2 separate regions of the Pan troglodytes genome follow, and region 1 is linked to region 2. A link is a contact called in public HiChIP or PLAC-seq data. All regions are on one chromosome and are shown on one strand. The core of a region is the stretch at or near the end of the contact, and the rest is flanking DNA. Distances in the headings are between cores, read along the strand shown.

The links. HiChIP or PLAC-seq counts read pairs in DNA pulled down with a chosen protein or histone mark.
Region 1: an H3K4me3 HiChIP or PLAC-seq map of stem cell-derived excitatory neurons shows a contact between it and region 2, with 2.5 times the contacts expected there. The contact joins the promoter of B3GALNT2 here to the promoter of GNG4 in region 2. A contact is called at or near these places in 1 of 7 Hi-C or Micro-C datasets (stem cell-derived neural progenitor cells) and 1 of 1 datasets of contacts at active chromatin or transcription factors (stem cell-derived excitatory neurons).

Annotation. Positions count from the first base shown.
Region 1 is chr1:13,658,952-13,663,291 of NHGRI_mPanTro3-v2.0_pri, forward strand. B3GALNT2 (beta-1,3-N-acetylgalactosaminyltransferase 2) reads left to right here and starts at 2,008. Exons shown (of 13, transcript XM_054660491.2): 1 at 2,008-2,349. The coding sequence starts at 2,238.
Region 2 is chr1:13,510,986-13,515,466 of NHGRI_mPanTro3-v2.0_pri, forward strand. GNG4 (G protein subunit gamma 4) reads left to right here and starts at 3,060. Exons shown (of 4, transcript XM_054660529.2): 1 at 3,060-3,244.

The DNA of each region.
Region 1 (4,340 bases), core at 758-3,257, 150 kb after region 2:
ATTGTTATATTTTCCAGAGCAGGAATAACCTTCTAACATGCTGGTTGAGTATATTTCTTTATTATGTCTATAGTCTGCGCCCTACTCCCCATCAACACAGGATAGGGATCTTTATTTTGTTCACTGGTGTATCTAAAGTACCTACAAAAGTGCTGGCACATAATAGACACTCAATAAGTATTTGTCGAATGACTAGCTCTGCTGAAATGAGGGATTAGTCCTCTTTTTAGGATAACTCATTCTAATTCACAAAATGAAAATTTTACAATATCAACAGAGGCCATTTACTACCTTTCCTGAGGATAAAAATAGTATACTTTTTCTGGCAACCAATTATTACTTTCTTGCCTTTTCTTTTTTGTTGTTGTTGTTTGTTTGTTTGTTTTTGAGACAGAGTCTCGTTCTGTCACCCAGGCTGGAGTGCAATGGCGCGATCTCGGCTCACTGCAACCTCCGCCTCCTGGGTTCAAGCGATCCTCCTGCCTCAGCCTCCTGAGTAGCTGGGACTGCAGGTGCCCACCACTACGCCCGACTAATTTTTGTATTTTTAGTAGAGACAGGGTTTCACCATGTTACCCAGGCTAGTCTCGAACTCCTGCCCTCAAGTGATCCGCCCACCTCGGCTTCCCAAAGTGCTGGGATTACACGCGTGAGCCACCGCGAGCCAAAGTACTTTTTTCCCTTAAGCCTGTTTGAGTTGGGTCTTCTGTCATCCAAGACTTTTTTTCAATAATACAGTCACCTTCTGTTTCCACACTTGTGGAAACTTAAAAAAAAAAAAAAAAAAAAAAAAAACCGCGGCCGAGCGCGGTGGCTCACGCCTGTAATCCAAGCATTTTGGGAGGCCGAGGCGGGCGGATCACCTGAGGTCAGGAGCTGGAGACCAGCCTGGCCAACATGGCGAAACCTCGTCTCTACAAAAAAAATACAAAAATTAGCTGGGCGCAGTGGCGGGCGCCTGTAATCCCAGCCACTCAGGAGGCTGAGGCAGGAGAATCGCTTGAACCCAGGAGGCGGAGGTTGCAGCGAGCCGAGATCGCGCCATTGCACTACAGCTTGGGTGACAGAGTGAGACTCCGTCTCAAAAACAAAAGCAGAAACAAAAACCGCCCCCATAGCCCAGCCGCTCGTTCTCATCCTTCTCTCCCATCCTCACCCCAGTGCCTTCACCGCCCCGTCCCCGCTTTCCGGCTGCCTCGGCGCGGGCCTGGTGGGCCAGGAGGGCTCCCACCCGGGGCAAAGCCGCAAGACGCGGGGCCGGCGTTCTGCCTGGAAGGCGCGCTGCGGCCACCCTTCCCCAGGTCCCCGGAGCCCACGTTCTCCCAGCTCGCCCGGCTCCCGTTTCGCTCCCAGCTCCAGTATGAACCCGGAGCACGTGCAGTTCTACCCTGATTGGCTCGTCATCATCGTGCTCCACAGCCTAGTCCCCAGCTCGCTGTCTGTCACCCTGCGTTCCCAGAGCACAGAACCGGGCAAAGAGCCGGGAACCCACGGCACCAGAGCTAATCCCTGATGAGTCACCGCTCCAGGCGCGGACACTCGGGCTTCCTCGCCCCACTCTACGGGCCAAGGAGATGTCAGCAGGATCCCACCTCCCACAGCAGTCGAGCAAGAGAGCACGCGGAACAAAGGAGCTCTGCGTGATTTCACACAAGAGCCACTCGGATTTCCTTCAAATCTGAGGCAAAGCGCATTTCCCTTCGCGGCTCCGGGCAGCCTCCGAGCACCGGGTCTCCGGCACTACCTCCCCTGGGCCGTGGGGTGGCAGCAAACGTCAAGGGGGATGCGCATGCTCTGTGTGGGGCCTCGCGCTTCGTCCCCGCGGCCGCCGAGTGACGGAAGTGCGTGCTTAGGCTCATGGGAAATGTGGTTTCTAAACCGCGGGCGCCCCCTGCCTGGGCCCAGAGCGGGACTTCAGCTCCCGGCCGGCTGGCGGACGCGTGTGGAAACGCGGGAGGAGAGGGCGGGGCGAGTGGGAGAAAAGGTGGGCGGAGCCGGTGGGAAGGCGAGGCGGAGGGGGCGGGGCTTCGGCCGGCTAAGCCGCGGCCACCCGCGGTCTGAGGGACCGGAGGAGCGGGGCCGGGAGCTGCGAGGAGCCCCCCCAGACGTCGCCGAGCGCGAGGGTGGGCGTGCTCGGAGGGTCGCTCGTCAGCCGCCGCCCCTCAGTCTCCGCACTTGCAGGTCCCCTCCCTCTCCGCCGGGACGCGGTAGAGCCCGGCTCGCGGCGGGGGCGGCCAATGCGAAACTGGCTGGTGCTGCTGTGCCCGTGTGTGCTCGGGGCCGCGCTGCACCTCTGGCTGCGGCTGCGCTCCCCGCCGCCCGCCCGCGCCTCCGGGGCCGGCCCTGCAGGTGAGGTCCTGGGGCCGGGCGGGTTGGCGGCCGCCGTGGGGGTGGGAGGCCCGGCTTGGTGCCGCGGGGCTTCGCCGGGAATTGTTGGAGGCGGGGGAAGGGCCAAACGCGACGGTCCCCAGACGAAACAAACGGCTCTTTTCATCCTTGGAGCGTTAACATCGGGCAAACTTGAGGGAGCTTTTCTCTTTTCGTGTCCCCGCCGCTTCTCACTTCCCCGTTTCCCTTAACGGCCGCAGAGCCGGCGCCCGCAGCTGCAAGTCCTTCGCCCGTCCCCAGGCCTGGTTAGTGATGTCCGACGCCGCCGGTTCGCCCGGGAGCGGAACCTCGTGTGCCCTTCAGCCGCCAGCGCTTTCTGCTTTGGGAGCTCTGGCTCTGAAGTTGTTTTCTTCCCCTCCAAGTTGTTGGTCTTTCTCGGTCAAGACTGGGGTTTTAGTGCCGTGGATAATGTGTGTGCGTGTTTTCAAAGGTGGCTCGGTTTTGCTTTTAAGGAATAACTTTGCTGTAACAATATACTGTAGTTCGTATTCTTGGATTATGATGTAAGTCGGTTAAACAAATCTAGACATGAAATAGGGCATGGCCGAGAGTGGAGTTGTTCCTGAGTTTGGATCGCATAACCTGCTAATGCAGTTTACATGGAAATATCAAATTCTTTAACGATCATGTCCATTTGCTCTAAAACTTAATCTCTCGTAGGAATGAAACCTTTGTTCTTGTTTCGCGTCACAGCCTAATAGAATGCTTTACTCACGGTGCCCAGCCGATTGTTTTGTTAGTGGGTTCCACCACCCTGAACACTACTTTAGCTTTCCCTGTATCTCTTGTCTTCTTCTTTAATGGCTTGCCCTAGAACATGAAAGAAACCTAGAAAGCTCTTTTAAATATTATGTAATACTTAATTTTGTAACTATACTGGGACTTTTTTTCCTTACCATCTCTCCCCAAAACAGCTGTTTTCTAATCCAAAAGTTCTTAAAATTAGAATTGAGTGTTTGCAGTTCAGCACTCTATGCCTTATAAGTAGAAAGTATTCGGCAATCCTCAAAACAGTCTCAGTTATATGAAATTATGTTGAGGTTATTTTGGTAACAGTCTCTTTTCCTATTAGATCACTAGCTCTTTGAAAAGGATTTGTGTGACCTGAATAGAATTAAACACTATTTAAGTGATTTAATGAAAGTACAGTGTTGCTATGCACTTAACCAGTTAATGGGGTCAGGGTTTTGCTCAGTGTTTTTTAGGTTTTTGTGAAGTGAACTAAGAAGAGAATGCCATATATAAAAAATGCTTTGTAACAGCTGCTTGTGTGTTACAGGTTTCTCTCTTTTGTTATGAGTGAGCCCTGCTGGAATCTCCTTGTAGAGCCTCATTAAGTCTGTTTATGGCCTTAATGGTTGTTTAGGGTTCAGTAAAACAAACAAAAACTGAAATGTTAGTAGACTTCAAACTGAAATCTTAGTAGACTTGCTAGGCAGTTTCCTAGTTTGAGACAAGTTTTTCCTACTCCCTTACTGCACTTGAAGGATGATGCCTTTATCAGCCATCCAGTAGTTAGACCAGGCTAGATTAAGGAAATGAAGAAGTAGACCATAGAGAGGAACAGGGTAATAACGTAAGAAGATCAATACTAGTTATGTTAATTAACTTTGGCTTTGAATGAGTACTGTGTATCTGGTCAGATAATAAATGGGATTTTTTCCCTAAGTTCCGGGATACGTGTGCAGGACGTGCAAGTTTGTTACATAGGTAAACGTGTGCCATGGTGGTTTGCTGCACCTGTCAACCATCGATAGTTTAATAATCTAAGTTAAACATGACTGGCCCGGCGCGGTGCCTCACGCCTGTAATCCCAACACTTTGGGAGGCCCTGGTGGGTGGATCACCTGAGCTCAGGAGTTCAAGACCAGCCTGGCCAACATGGCGAAACCCCGTCTCTACTAAAAATACAAAAATTAGCCGGGCATAGTGGTGCATGCCTGTAATCCCAG
Region 2 (4,481 bases), core at 1,810-4,309:
TTGAGACAGAGTCTCACTCTTGTTGCCCAGGCTGGAGTGCAGTGGCGTGATCTCAGCTCACTGCAACCTCTGCCTCTTGGGTTCAAGTGATTCTCCTGCCTCAGCCTCCCGAGTAGCTGGGATTACAGGCGCCCACAAACACGCTCAGCTAATTTTTTGTATTTTTTAGTAAAGATGTGGTTTCACCATGTTGGCCAGGCTGGTCTCGAACTCCTGACCTCAGGTGATCCACCCACCCCGGCCTCCCAAAGTGCTGGGATTACCGGCGTGAGCCACTGTGCCTAGCCTGGAGATTTCTTCAGAGACAGTATGCAAGCACAGTGAATGATATCTTTAAACTTCTTCAAGATGTCAATCTAAAAAAAATCCTCCAAAAACAAAGGCAAAATACTTATATTCAGAAAAACAAAAACAGACAATCACCAGCCAATCTGTATTACCAAAAGAAGGTTAAAAAATGTTCTACAGGCAGAAGGAAATGATATCAGATAGAAATCTGGATCTTCACAAATAAATGAAGAGCATCAGAAATGATAAAAGATTTTTCAAAATCATTTCTAAATGTTTCAAAAGAAAATTGACAGCTTAAAGTAAAATAATGTTCTGTGGGGTTTATTACCTATGTAAAAGGGAGATATAACAAAAATAATACAAAGGATGGAAGAGGGGGAATGGAAGCACACACTATAAAGAATCTAATAGTGAAGAAGAAGTGGTATGATGTTATTTGAAGGTAGTCGACGGTAAATTAAAGATGCATTTTATAAACCCTAGAACAAAGAAAGAGGAGGAAAATGAAGGTCAATACTTGAGATAAAATGGAATACTAAAGTATACTCAGGCAGGAAAAAAGGAATGAAGAATAGGACAAACAGAAAACAAATAGCAAGTTGGTAGTTTTAAACCCAACCACATGATAATTACATAAGAAGTAAATGAACTAAACATTCCAATTAAAAGTAGAGATGGGGTTTCACCATGTTGACCAGGATAGTCTCGATCTCTTGACCTCATGATCCTCCCGCCTCGACCTCCCAAGGTTTTCCTTCTTTATCCCTAGTCATATTCTTTGTTCTGAAGTCTTCTTTGTTTTTATCTATATAACCACTGCGGATTTTTTACTATTAGTTGTCAAGCTGACAGATCGTCAAGCTGAATTTTAAAAGCAGATCCAGCTCTGTGCTGCCTACGAAGATGGAGAATCCCACTTTTAAGAATAAAGATACAGGCCGGGCGCGGTGACTCACGACTGTAATCCCAGCACTTTGGGAGGCCGAGGTGGGAGGATCACCTGAGGTCAGGAGTCTGAGACCAGCCTGGACAACAAGTTGAAATCCGGTCTCTACTAAAAAGGCAAAAATTAGCTGGGTGTGGTGGTGGACGCCTGTAATCCCAGCTGCTCAGGAGGCTGAGGCAGGAGAATCACTTGAACCTGGGAGGCGGAGGTTGCAGTAAGCTGAGATGGCACCATTGCACTCCAGCCTGGGCGACAAGAGCGAGAGTCTGTCTCAAAAAAAAAAAAAAAAAAAGATACAGATAGATTTAAAAATTAAAAGGATATAAACACATATCATGCAAACACTAATAGTAAGAAATCTGCAGTGGTTATATAGATATAAACAAAGAAGACTTCAGAACGAAGGATATGACTAGGAATAAAGAAGAAAAACCTTGGGAGGCCGAGGAGGGCAGCTCATGAGGTCAAGAGATCGAGACTATCCTGGCCAACACGGTGAAACCCCATCTCTACCAAAAATACAAAAATTAGCTGGGCATGGTGGCGTACGCCTGTAGTCCCAGCTACTCTGGAGACTGAGGCAGGAGAATCGCTTGAACCCAGGAGGAGGAGATTGTAGTGAGCCGAGATCGCGCCACTGCACTCTAGCCTGGGCGACAGAGCGAGACTCCCTCCCACTCCGGAAAAAAATAAATAAATAAGAAGAAAGAAAACTGATACCCAGGGTCCTGGTGCCAGACTTTACACTACTGCAGCTATCCTGGGTGATGTCCAGAGATGAACGGAATCAGAATTACCTGGAGGGTTTGGGGAATCACAGGTTGCTGGGCCCCACCCCCAGAGTTTCTGATTCCTTAGGTCTGGGTGGGGCCTGGGAGTCTGCATCTCTAAAAGATTCCCAGGTGACACGCTGATTCTACTGGTCTTGGGATCCACTCTGGAACCACTGGTTGACTGGCCTCTTCCTCCTGTTTAAAACTGACATAATCCTATCTTGAATGATAGTGTAACAATTCGAAAGATAAAATAAGGAAATCATGCGCTTGAAAGTGTAGACACTGATTTCCCTTGTGATTGATTAATTGAGATTGGGATTTGGGATCAAAGGAAACCTAGGATTCTGCCTTAGCCAACCAGTCGGGGGCGGGAGGTGGGCAGGAAATGCAGGAGAAATAAGATTTTGGGGTGAAAACAATGAGCTCGGGTTTGGATTTGCTTGAATTTTCAATGCAGTACTCATATATCTTTCTCACTTTTAAAAGTCTGTGAGGTGGACATGGACTGGCTTAGTCGTTTTGCCAAGGTTTAATTTTGTGCCTTAAATGGGCACTTGAGAGCTTTGTAAAAATCGATGTGTTTGCTGGCCCCGTGTTTACGGGCCTTTGTGATCTCCGCGTTCGCATCCAATCTGGCCCTTGGGCTCCGAGAAGGTACACGTGTGTGTAGGGCAAGGTCCAACCAGTGGGGCCAGGGATCTGAGCAACAAGCGCGCCCTGTGTCCTTTGTGGCAGGGACCGCTTGTGGACGGCGGATGAGGATGAGGCGCCCCGATCTTCCCGAAATATTTCCTAATCGTTCATCATGATGTTATGTTGTTGTTTTCACAAAGGGAATTAATATTGGCCTCCTTTTCTACAAATCTTGCCAACACTACGTGAAATGTTTTCGTTGCTTCTCTATTCCCAAGGTTTCGTATTATTTTACCAAGTCGGAAAATGGACGGCGCTTAAACTGTTTTTTCCCTGAAAGGAAGAGGGCTGTAATCACTAAAGTGTTTTAAAATCTCCAGCGCAAAAGCCTGCGGTGCCACAGGGACGAGGCCTGGAGAGCAGTCGCTCCTAGAACCGGGGCGCGAAGGGCACCCCCGCCTCCAGCACGCGCCCTCCGCCCTCCCGGCCTCGCTCCCCCCGGAGTGGGGGCCTCGCCGGCCCCTGGGCCCCGTCACTCAGCAACGTCGGGTCAGCCTTCGCCGGGTTAGTGGCGACGCGGCCGCGCGAATTCGCACAGGTATTCCGCGTTTCTCCGCCGTTCCCCGCCTTGGCCGGAGGCTTCCGAGGCGTCCCTTGGTGCAGGGTGGGAAGCGGCCCGCGCCCCAACGGCCCAGGCGCTGGAGCTCACCCCGAGCGAGGGCGGTACCTGAGGCTTCGGGGAGCCCGCGCTGACCGCGGCCCCGTCCCCAGACCCCTCCAGCAACCCCGGCCCCGCCCCAGACCCCTCCAGTGATTTCCCCCCCCCGGCCCCGCCCCGCAGATCCCTCCACTAATTTTCCCCCCCGGCCCCGCCCCGCAGATCCCCCCAGTGATCTCCCCCCGGCCGCGCCCCCCAGACCCCTCCAGTGATTCCCCCACGGCTCGGTCCCCCAGGCCCCCCCAGTGATTTACCCCCCGGCCCCGCCCCACAGACCCCTCCAGTGGTCCCCCGGCCACGCGGGCTCCTGGGGGGCGGGGCGGGGGCGCGGCCCTTTGCTGGGACAGGGGGCGTGGGCCCGAGTAGCGGGCGGGGGGCGCGGGCCGGGGCTGGGGCGGGGGCGGGGGCGGGGAGCGCGGGAGCCCCGGTGACGCAGCAGTGACGTCGGTGGCAGCGGGCGGGATTTCCCGGGCGAGACCCCGCGGCGGAGTGGGCGCGGCCAGCGTGGAACGGGGGCGAGGGTCGCAGAGTCGCCGGCTCCCCCTTCCCCAGTCTGGGCCCCCACGGCACAGGGGGCCGAGCAGAAGCCCCCAGCGTCCAGGGCCGGGGGAGGGTCCGCCTGCGCCCCCAGGCCCGCGTGGTCGGGCCCTGCAGGGCGGGAGGCGCGGCGCGGGGCGGGGCCGGTGACGGGACGCGGAGACCCCGCGGGCGGCGGGAGGGGCACGAGGCGCGCGTTTGCACCCGAGCCCGGCCCGCGCCCCGATGCGGAGCGATGCCGCTCGGCCTGGCCGCCCCCCGCGAGCACCGCGCTGCAGACGAAGCCCGCGCGTGATCCCGCTCCGGGTAAGTGGGCGCCCGGCCGGAGCCCCGGGTGTCCGCGGGGAGAGCCCAGCCCGGTGCAGCCAGACGCGGAAGAGAAACTCGGGGTGAAAGTCTCCGGACCTAGGGAGACGGCTCTGGCGCCGGTGTGGTCCTCACGCCGCCAGCTGCTGCTGCACGCGACACAAAGCCCTGTGGTTCCTTCGGCCTCCTCTCCCGGGACCTCCCGCCGGGCCCCGGGGAAGCCCGCGCGCGGGTGTGGACAGCCCCCTCGGAGCGCGTCCAGGGGCTTCCGGGG